Regions from separate parts of the Macaca mulatta genome. Here region 2 is linked to region 1. The links are chromatin contacts, called in public Hi-C maps. All regions are on one chromosome and are shown on one strand. The core of a region is the stretch at or near the end of the contact, and the rest is flanking DNA. Distances in the headings are between cores, read along the strand shown. Region 1 holds the start of TEAD1 (TEA domain transcription factor 1). Region 2 overlaps MICAL2 (microtubule associated monooxygenase, calponin and LIM domain containing 2).

What was found. A called contact is a pair of places that touch in the nucleus more often than the background predicts.
Region 2: a Hi-C map of fetal cortex germinal zone shows a contact between it and region 1, with 2.2 times the contacts expected there. The contact joins the enhancer-like site here to the promoter of TEAD1 in region 1. A contact is called at or near these places in 4 of 14 Hi-C or Micro-C datasets (blood, fetal cortex germinal zone, fetal cortical plate and 1 more).

What each region holds. Positions count from the first base shown.
Region 1 is chr14:52,782,791-52,786,997 of T2T-MMU8v2.0, reverse strand. TEAD1 (TEA domain transcription factor 1) reads left to right here and starts at 1,449. Exons shown (of 13, transcript NM_001435829.1): 1 at 1,449-1,863; 2 at 2,470-2,622.
Region 2 is chr14:53,130,911-53,135,030 of T2T-MMU8v2.0, reverse strand. The region is part of intron 27 of MICAL2 (microtubule associated monooxygenase, calponin and LIM domain containing 2); the gene reads left to right. Among named protein-coding and RNA genes, the nearest start is that of PARVA, 42 kb to the right of the region's middle. Within about 2 kb of position 2,455, at least 4 of the 40 cell types and tissues checked have an H3K27ac peak or open chromatin away from gene starts, as enhancers often do. A contact at or near this core is called in fetal cortex germinal zone, where this site is marked.

The DNA.
Region 1 (4,207 bases), core at 200-2,699:
GCATGGTGAAACTCCATCTCTACAAAAAAATTTTAAAAATTAGCTAGCGTGGTGGTGCGTGCCTGTAGTTCCAGCTAGTTGGGAGGCTGAGAAGGGAGGATGGCTTGATTCCAGGGAGTCGAGGCTTCAGTGAGCCCAGATTGCACTCCAGCCTGGGCGACAGAGCAAGATCCTGTCTCCAAAAATAAAATTAAATAAATAATAAAAATAAAAATAAAGAAAAAAAGAAAAAGAAGGAAAACAATGTATTAGTAAAAGTTATGTTTTGTAGAAATGCGTTGCAGTAAGTCACTGTCCAGTCTCCTCAGTTACCCATATATAGGGATACAGGGATTCCTTGGGCACAAAATACGTTGTTATTTAATCCGGAGGCCTCAGCTGGAAGAGAGAACCAAGTGCCTAGAAGGAATGAGGCCACTGTACAGGAATTGCTTTGCAGCTTCTTGATAAATAATTGTAACAATCACCCGAAACTTTAGACGCTTTCTGTCCCCAGTGGGTCGACTTCACCCCTTTTCTGACTTACTGACTGGGTCTCTGTCACTTTTGCGTCACTACCTCCAATGGCAGGGTTAAAATTATTCCTTTATTATTGAAATGAAGTTTCTCAATAAAGGGCTAACTTAAAGTCGCCGGATGCAGCGTTTTAAAGTTTAGGAAGTTACTTTTGAAAAGTACAACCGGCAGAGATGAGTGAACTTAGTTTTTTAAGTGACTTGCAGAAGACCGTGCTAGCAGGGGAGGTTTATTATGAACTCTGTAATTATCCTTCTTTGCTAGGCTAAAGGTTTTCCTTTCCCAACAGGAAAAGGAAATTTCGACTTTAGTGAGATCTGTGAACTTTTATAAAAGTGAAAGGGAAGAGGAGAAGAAATGGCAGGCTGGGAATCTGGCCCGGAGACCAGACCGCGTCCACCGCGCTCGAGAGCAACAATCTGAATCGCCAGCAAGGAAACTTCTCTTCCCCACACTTGCAGACTTCCGCGAGTCCGGGAGCACTCAAGGCAGCAACCCGCGTTTCCGCGTCCCGGACTAGGGAAACTGAGGCACAGCAGGCAAGCCGCGCGCAACTCCGGCCTCGGCGCCTGCCCCCTGGAAGGAGCCCAGGCTTCCAGAGTTCCTCGCGCGAGCGCAGGGACTTGCAAGCCGCGGTACTCCCGTCCGCCCCGCCCCGCCCCGGCTCGGGACAAAGCCCGGAGCCCGCGCCGGGAGACGGAGGGCGGTTCCCGCGCGAGCCACGCTCCCCCGTGGGCGCGAGACTCCGCCCAGCTGCCGAGAGCCCGCGCTCCAACGGCGAAGCGGCCGCGCCGGCCCGCCCCGATTCCCCATGACGTCACCGGCGGCGGCAAGCCCCGCCTCCGGCCCCGGGCGGCAGGCCGCATGACGTCACCGAGGCCCCACCCCTCCGGAGCGAGTTCGGTCCTGGCGTTCATTTCATTCCTGTCCTCATTCCGAACATTCTTAGCATCGCTCGCGCTGCGCCGCGCCGCCCGAGCCGAGCCGAGCCTCTGCTGCCGCCGCCGCGGCCCCGCCGCCCGCCGCGGGCGCCCACCAAGCACTTTGCAGACTCGCTTCCACCCTGCGGGCCATTCCGCGCGGCGGGGCCCGGGCCCGGGGCGGCCGCGTCCAGGGACAGGCCATGCAGTGACGCCCCCCCACCCCTCCACCTTTGCCCGGAGCGCGGGCAGCAGCCCAGCGCGCCCAGCCGGCCCCGGGGCAGGAGCGGTGCTAGGCAGGGGTGGGGTGGCCGGGCCCGGGGACCGGGAGCCGGGGAGGGAGCCGGGCACCGAGCAGAGGGCGGGGGAAGCGGCGCCGAAGTTTGCCTCGGACTCGCCGGGCGCTGCGGCGGCTCCCTGGGCCGAGGTAAGTTGGCGCGCGGGGCGGATGCTGGGGTTCGGGGGGCGCACGGGGCGGCGGGGGACCGGCGGCGCGTCCCTCGCGGGCCGCTCTTTTCTTTGCGGGCTCTGCTTTGTGTGCGACGGCGGGCGGGCACGCGGAGGGCCGCGGCCGGGCCCCCACACCCGCCTGCCCGCGCCCCCTCCGAGGTGAGCGGCCGGGCGCCGCCGCGCGACTTGCCAGGACGCCAAGTTGGGCCGCGCGCTGGGAGCCCGCGCGGCAACAGGCGGCCCCCGGCGGCGGCCCTGGAGGCGCCCGGCCGGCCGCGCCGCGCCCCCCGCGCGCCCCCTCTCCTGCCGCCTGCACGCGCACACACGAACACACCCTCGGGCGCCTTGCACGGGGTGCGCTGGGGAGCCAGAAGTTCGGAGCGAGCGCGGGCGGGCAGAGCCGCCGCCGCCGGCGCCGCCTCGGAGCCAGGAGCCGGCCCGGACCCCCCTGCTTTCGCCGCCTTTCCCCGGCGCCGGGGACCCCCGAGGCCGGCCCGGGTCTGCGCCGACTTGTGCTGCTGGCGGGGGGTTCGCTCCTTCTCAAAGATGAAAAAGGGCACGTTCGTCTTTGCCGCTTCTCCAGGACTGGTGCTGCCGCCGCCGCCGCCGCTTCATTGCACATTCAAGTGGAAAATTTTCAGGAGTCAGCAGAAACATTGTGTCCAAAAAAGACTGAGTCGCAGTTACCACCAAACCCAGGAGGAGACTCTCCCTGGAAAACTTCCCTTCCCTTTCGGTAGGAAATACTGGGGGATTTGTTTGTTTATTGGAAAAGAAATGATCCCCAGGAGGGGAGAAAATCTGGGTATACTTCTAGTCTTTGTTCGTAACATCAACACTTGTTTTCAAAAGTCTAGAGTCCCGCTTTAAATAAAGTTCAACTTCTGTGACTTTCCTTTTTTAAAAAAATAAAGTTTGTATTTTTTTAAAAAAGCAATATTTTTAATGAGTTGAAAACAATGAGGGCTCACACCTCCCCTCTCTTCTCATGAAAATAAATGAAATCCAGATCAGAATTTTCTTTGCTTTTAAATTGCCTTTTTTAAAAGATTTATTTAAAGTTGGATAGTGTCACTATATAAAAATATTTATAAAACAATGAAATACCAGCCACCAGCGTTTCTCAGGAGGCTTGTTAACTTCTCAGAAGCAAGTGGCTTCCTGTGATTTGCAGAAATGAAAATTGACCTCAGTGAGCCCTGGAAACTAAGAGACAGATGATGTTCCAGGAGCAGGGAATGTAAAAAGGCCATGTTTAAAAACAGTGCCTTGGAAGGAGCCCAGGTCTTGGGACAGAAAGGTCTGTTAAGCCTGCCACATTTCAAAATAGTAAAAAGAAATATTAAAAACACTACACGTATTGCAAAGGAGCAGAACATTATCAGTTCACAACAACCACAGGTTTCTTTCTCCCCGCTTTCCACCTTGATTGTTTTTGGAAGTTCGGGTGATCTGATGGCTTGGGGTGCGCTGGGTGCCTGCAGTGGTTACCTGAGTAGACACATCCCTCCCTTCGGGGAGATGTGATCCACTGTATAGTCACAGCCGCGAGTGGTCTCCTTTTTCTGCAGGCTGCAGTGAATCTTGCTGGTCTCCTAGGGATAGGGGCTTCTCTGAGGCACAGACTGGGGAACAGTCTTCAGGCTATGCCCGGTGCTTCACCCTTTCACTGTTGGGTTTGTGCCCCCCTTCTGTAAACAGCAGGGTCTTTGGGCCCAAGCATATCTGAATGCTTATAAGGACTAGACTTAAATCCAACTTCTTTACGAATCTTTTCCTTTTTAGAAGGAAATAGTAGAACTAATTACAGAGTGACTCAGGAAAGACAAATGGATTCGTTGAACCTTTGTCAGTGGTGAGGTTTTGAATTGTTGTATTTTTGGGGAAAGGCTTATTTTTCTAATCTCACTGTTTCCATAAATGGGCACAGATATTTTTGTTTAGTGTTTCTTTGTATGTGCAACTCTGTGTTGAACTCTCAGGTTTCAGGTTTTAAACAGTTAACAATTGTTTTATTTATTGTTGGTATAAAAAAATGAACTGATAAGCTATATCCATTACGGGTTCTTGCTGATGGTATCAAAGTGCCAAGGTAGACTATTTTATTTTTACTTTAATGGTAAATATTATTTGAGCTGCAGTTTTAGGGGACTATTAGAACTTTTTTTTAAAAACAAGCTTGAAACAAAACCAGTATGACACTTTACCTTGACAATAGGGGTAAAGAAAATTATAGGAAAGAATCTTTGTGTAAATTCCTCCTCTGTGTGATCCTTTATAAAGTAATGAACCCGGGGAACATGCATGAGAGAGATTATTGG
Region 2 (4,120 bases), core at 1,206-3,705, 350 kb before region 1:
TGATCTATACGATGAGAACCTGAGAAGGAACAAGAGTTAACCAGTGAAGAGGAGATTGTTCTGGCAGAGGGAACAGTGCCTGCAAAGGTCAAATGTGAAAAGACATGAAATATCTTCACAAATGAGCCAGTGAATGGGTTTTCAGGTAAGGAATGGCTTAAATCTACATTTTCAGAAATCTTCCAGTAGGTGTGTGGCTCATGAATTGGGGGGCCCTAAGAGTTTGTTGGGGGTATTGTCTCTTTAATTTTATAATGTGATGTCTTCAGCCTTCAGCATTTGGGATATAAAAGGTGAAAAACCAAGCACTGAAATAATGTGCAATAATATAAATAACAGGTTACTTGTTACTTAACAAGTGAAACATTAGGATTTCAATTCTTTAAAAGTCCAGTTATGTCACAGCGATGACACTAGCAGGTGCAGACCCAGATTTCCTGAGGCCTGGAGTTCGTGCAAAGTCACGTGTGTAAAATTGTGAGGGCTGCTTCCAGAACCTTGCAAAGACCCATCCAAGTGAGGGATCCTGGGGTTTCGGTTTCATTAACTGCATGGTTAATTTAGGACTAGATTTCAGGGAAATGCTAGAGTCAGACTTTACCTCTTCTGTGCCTCAGTTTTCTTGTTGGTAAATTGGGAGTGATAATAATAGTTACTTGTATTTGTGGTGAGGATTAGCTAAAATAATTTATGTAATATTCATAGACCAGTGTCTGGCTTGGAGCAGATGATTAACCAATACCTGTTTGCTTTTTCACTAAAATGCGCTGGATTTCCTTGCAAAGATGACCCAAATTTGCTCATTAGAAGTAGGCTTATTACAGGCTGGGCACGGTAGATGCCTGTAATTCCAGCACTTTGGGAGGCCGAGACGGGCGGATCACGAGGTCAGGAGATCGAGACCATCCTGGCTAACATGGTGAAACCCCGTCTCTACTAAAAATACAAAAAATTAGCTGGGCATGGTGGCGGGCGCCTGTAGTCCCAGCTAACTCAGGAGGCTGAGGCAGGAGAATGGCGTGAACCCGGGAGGCAGAGCTTGCAGTGAGCTGAGATCGCACCAGTGCACTCCAGCCCAGGCAACAGAGCGAGACTCCGTCTCCGGAAAAAAAAAAAAAAAGTAGGCTTCTTACAAATATAAAGAGTTTCTTGCTGCCTGGACTGAGAGTCACTGTCCATCTCTACAGCTGCTGTGGGGCTTTCGGTAGAATGAACTGCCCTTGTTTGGTGGTTTGGTCATATTCCCAGTCCAGAAGGCTCTGGTTCTCGTCTTTGAGAATCTGCTGATCTCAGTGAGAGTGTTAGAAAGGAAAAGGAAAAACCAGAAAAGCCAGAGTATGCTTCAGTTTGCCGCCAGCAACATACGCCAAGAAGCGGCATGGTGGAAAGTGGGGAGCTGTGGGTGCCAACAAGTCCTGTGTTCAAATTCTGTTCCACTCCACTTAGGCTGAATAGTCCTGGGAAAATCACTTAACCTCTCTGGCCCTAGATTTCTTATCTGAAAAATGAAGATACTAATCTCCATATTACCAGGTCATTTTGAGAATTAGGGGTGTTGATAGGCAAAGTCTCTGCCAGAGTATTGACTACGTTGTAGGCATTCAGTAAACACTACTCACATCATTTTACAAAATATTACTAAGTATCCACACACATCTTCTTTTAAAGAATTGTCTAATTTTTACTGCTTGAAATTTAAATGAGAGAAACCAAAATTGTAAAGCATCTTCTGAAAATCTTCCTCATCCCCAAATATGAAAAAAAAAAAAAGAAAAGAAAAGAAAAGAGAGAGCTATTTTGAGTTATAGCAAAAGAAATCTGGCCAGCTTGTGATGTTTCAGAGGTGTGCCAAGCCAGCCAGAAGATGGATTCCATTCATTCCCTTTATATCCTTGGTAATTTAATTCCCCTGTTAAGTTTATGGGCCTTTTTCCCTTGATTGTCCTTGTGTGGGTGATAGATGCAGATCAACAAGGGGTTGGAGACTAAAAGAGTCAAGTCACGGAGAGTGGCCTCAAAACCAATTCGAAGTTTTGCAAACCAGGCACCAAAATTAATATACTCTAACTTGTAATAACATTTGTGCAATAATAATATTCCTTGGTGGTTTAGTATTCTATTCAGTCCCTCTAAGAGATTGCCCTGTTGCTTAATGAATGACCAATGCTTATTAGGTTAAGTTGTATTTGAGCTGGCCTGTGCTGCTCCGGTTCAAGTGATTTAATGGGAATTATTTAATAGGTATTATTAGGATAATTAGAAAATGATCACAGTTAGGCAATAATATTGAGCTATAAAGGTTGTGAATAACCAAATTTAGAGACAGACCTGAAAACATGAGTAGTCTGCGACAGTTATGCAAGGCTCCTCTGATAATTATGTAGGCTGCCTGAAAGGGGCTTTTGTTCTGGGAGTTATTCATTAGGCGGGCATTGAATTAGAGGAACATGCGGGGGTGCGGGATGGAGGGCAATGATGGCTGATGAGCAAAATGAGGCTTTGATGAGCTCCTCATTGTCGTGACAACAATTCCTGCTTTCTTTTTTCCCAGCAGTCAGAAATAAGCTCTCCCGCCCCCGGGAAGGGTTTTTCCCCATTTTGTCAAGGAAAGGGAAACAAAAGAAAACAAAAATCTAACAATCCACCCCAGATGACAAATCGTTATGTTTTGCAGGACGTGGTGGAGTGAGTGTGTGTGTGTGTGTGTGTGTGTGTGTCTGTGAGATGTCTTTGACAGAGGGAAGAAAGTCCCCTCTTGGTCCTAGCTGGCCAGGTGAAGGACCAGGATATGCAGTAACCTGATTCCTGGGGGCCCTACCATCTTCTGGAAAGAGGCCAAGCCCAGCTCTGCAGCCACTTAGACTCTTGTTGGTTGAGGCACTGTTTGTTACCTGCTGGCTTGTTGCTTGTCAATATGATGATCAGTGTTACCTACTAGGGCCATGGAATACCACAATCTAGCAAGAGACCACCATTCAAATTTAAGTGGTCTGGATACACAACCTGGGCTTTCCTTCAATACCTGGAATCTGATGAAAACTGAGTAACTTCGAAGGAGAAAGGATTTCTCCCCAGGGGAGGCGAATAAGAATAATTATTCCCTTATAACTTTACCAGCTTTGGGGAAGATTTACCAGCTAGTTGTCTGCATGGAACTTCTCGCCTTTTTTGGAGCCAGATGGTTTCTACTTCCTGGAGATTGAGGGGTTTACCAAGGAAAATTAGGATGTGCAAGGTGCCAGCAGGTGGCAGCAGGAGCACACATTTTGTGAGAAATGCCAGCAAAAGCCTCACCAGAACCAGGGAAGTAGTTGGGCTTAGACTCCATGGTTTTCGCTGCTGCTGAGGACCTGAGGAATAAAAGTTCCTGGAGAATGTACAGTGAGGTGTCCTGGACAGAGCACAGGCATTAGAGTCAGACCCTCCTGAGTCTGAATCCCAATGTAGTCCTTATACAATTATTTACTTTTCTGCCAGATTTTCTCATCTGTAAAATTGAATGAATAATACCAACCTCACAGGGGTGATATGAAGAAAAGATTAAGTGAAATAATGTTAGTAAAGCACCCAAAAAAGGACCTGAAATACAAATAGGTATTCAAAAATATTTCTTCTCTTTTCTTTTATATCCCTGTTATTATAAAACACAGCTGGATGGTCAATGACTTCTCAAATTGTATTTATTTGTTCATCCATCCACATTCATTTATAACTATACTCCCTAAAAGAGATTTAAGCTGGTTTCTATAAATATTTGTAATACATGAATTTTGCATGCCTGGTCCAAACAAGGATCTCCATGAGGACTTGTTGTTATCACTCCCACACCCCCGCCACCACCGCCCCCCCCCAAAAAAAAATAGCAATGCAATAAAAGCTGTTCAACAAAGATAGCAGACTATGGGTTTTGAGGCATGCCTCTCTGACACTCTGCCACAATTTGGGAATGGGTTTTAGGAAATAGATATTCTTTAGGTTTCCTTCCATAACTATTTGTTCTCAAAAGGTACTGGAAGGCAGTGGGTTAAAGGTTGTACCCTTTCATCCATCATTAGACATGGCTGGTTACTGTGTATTCATAAATCAGCAGAGCAGGGGAAGGGTTGAGATCTTCTGTGAT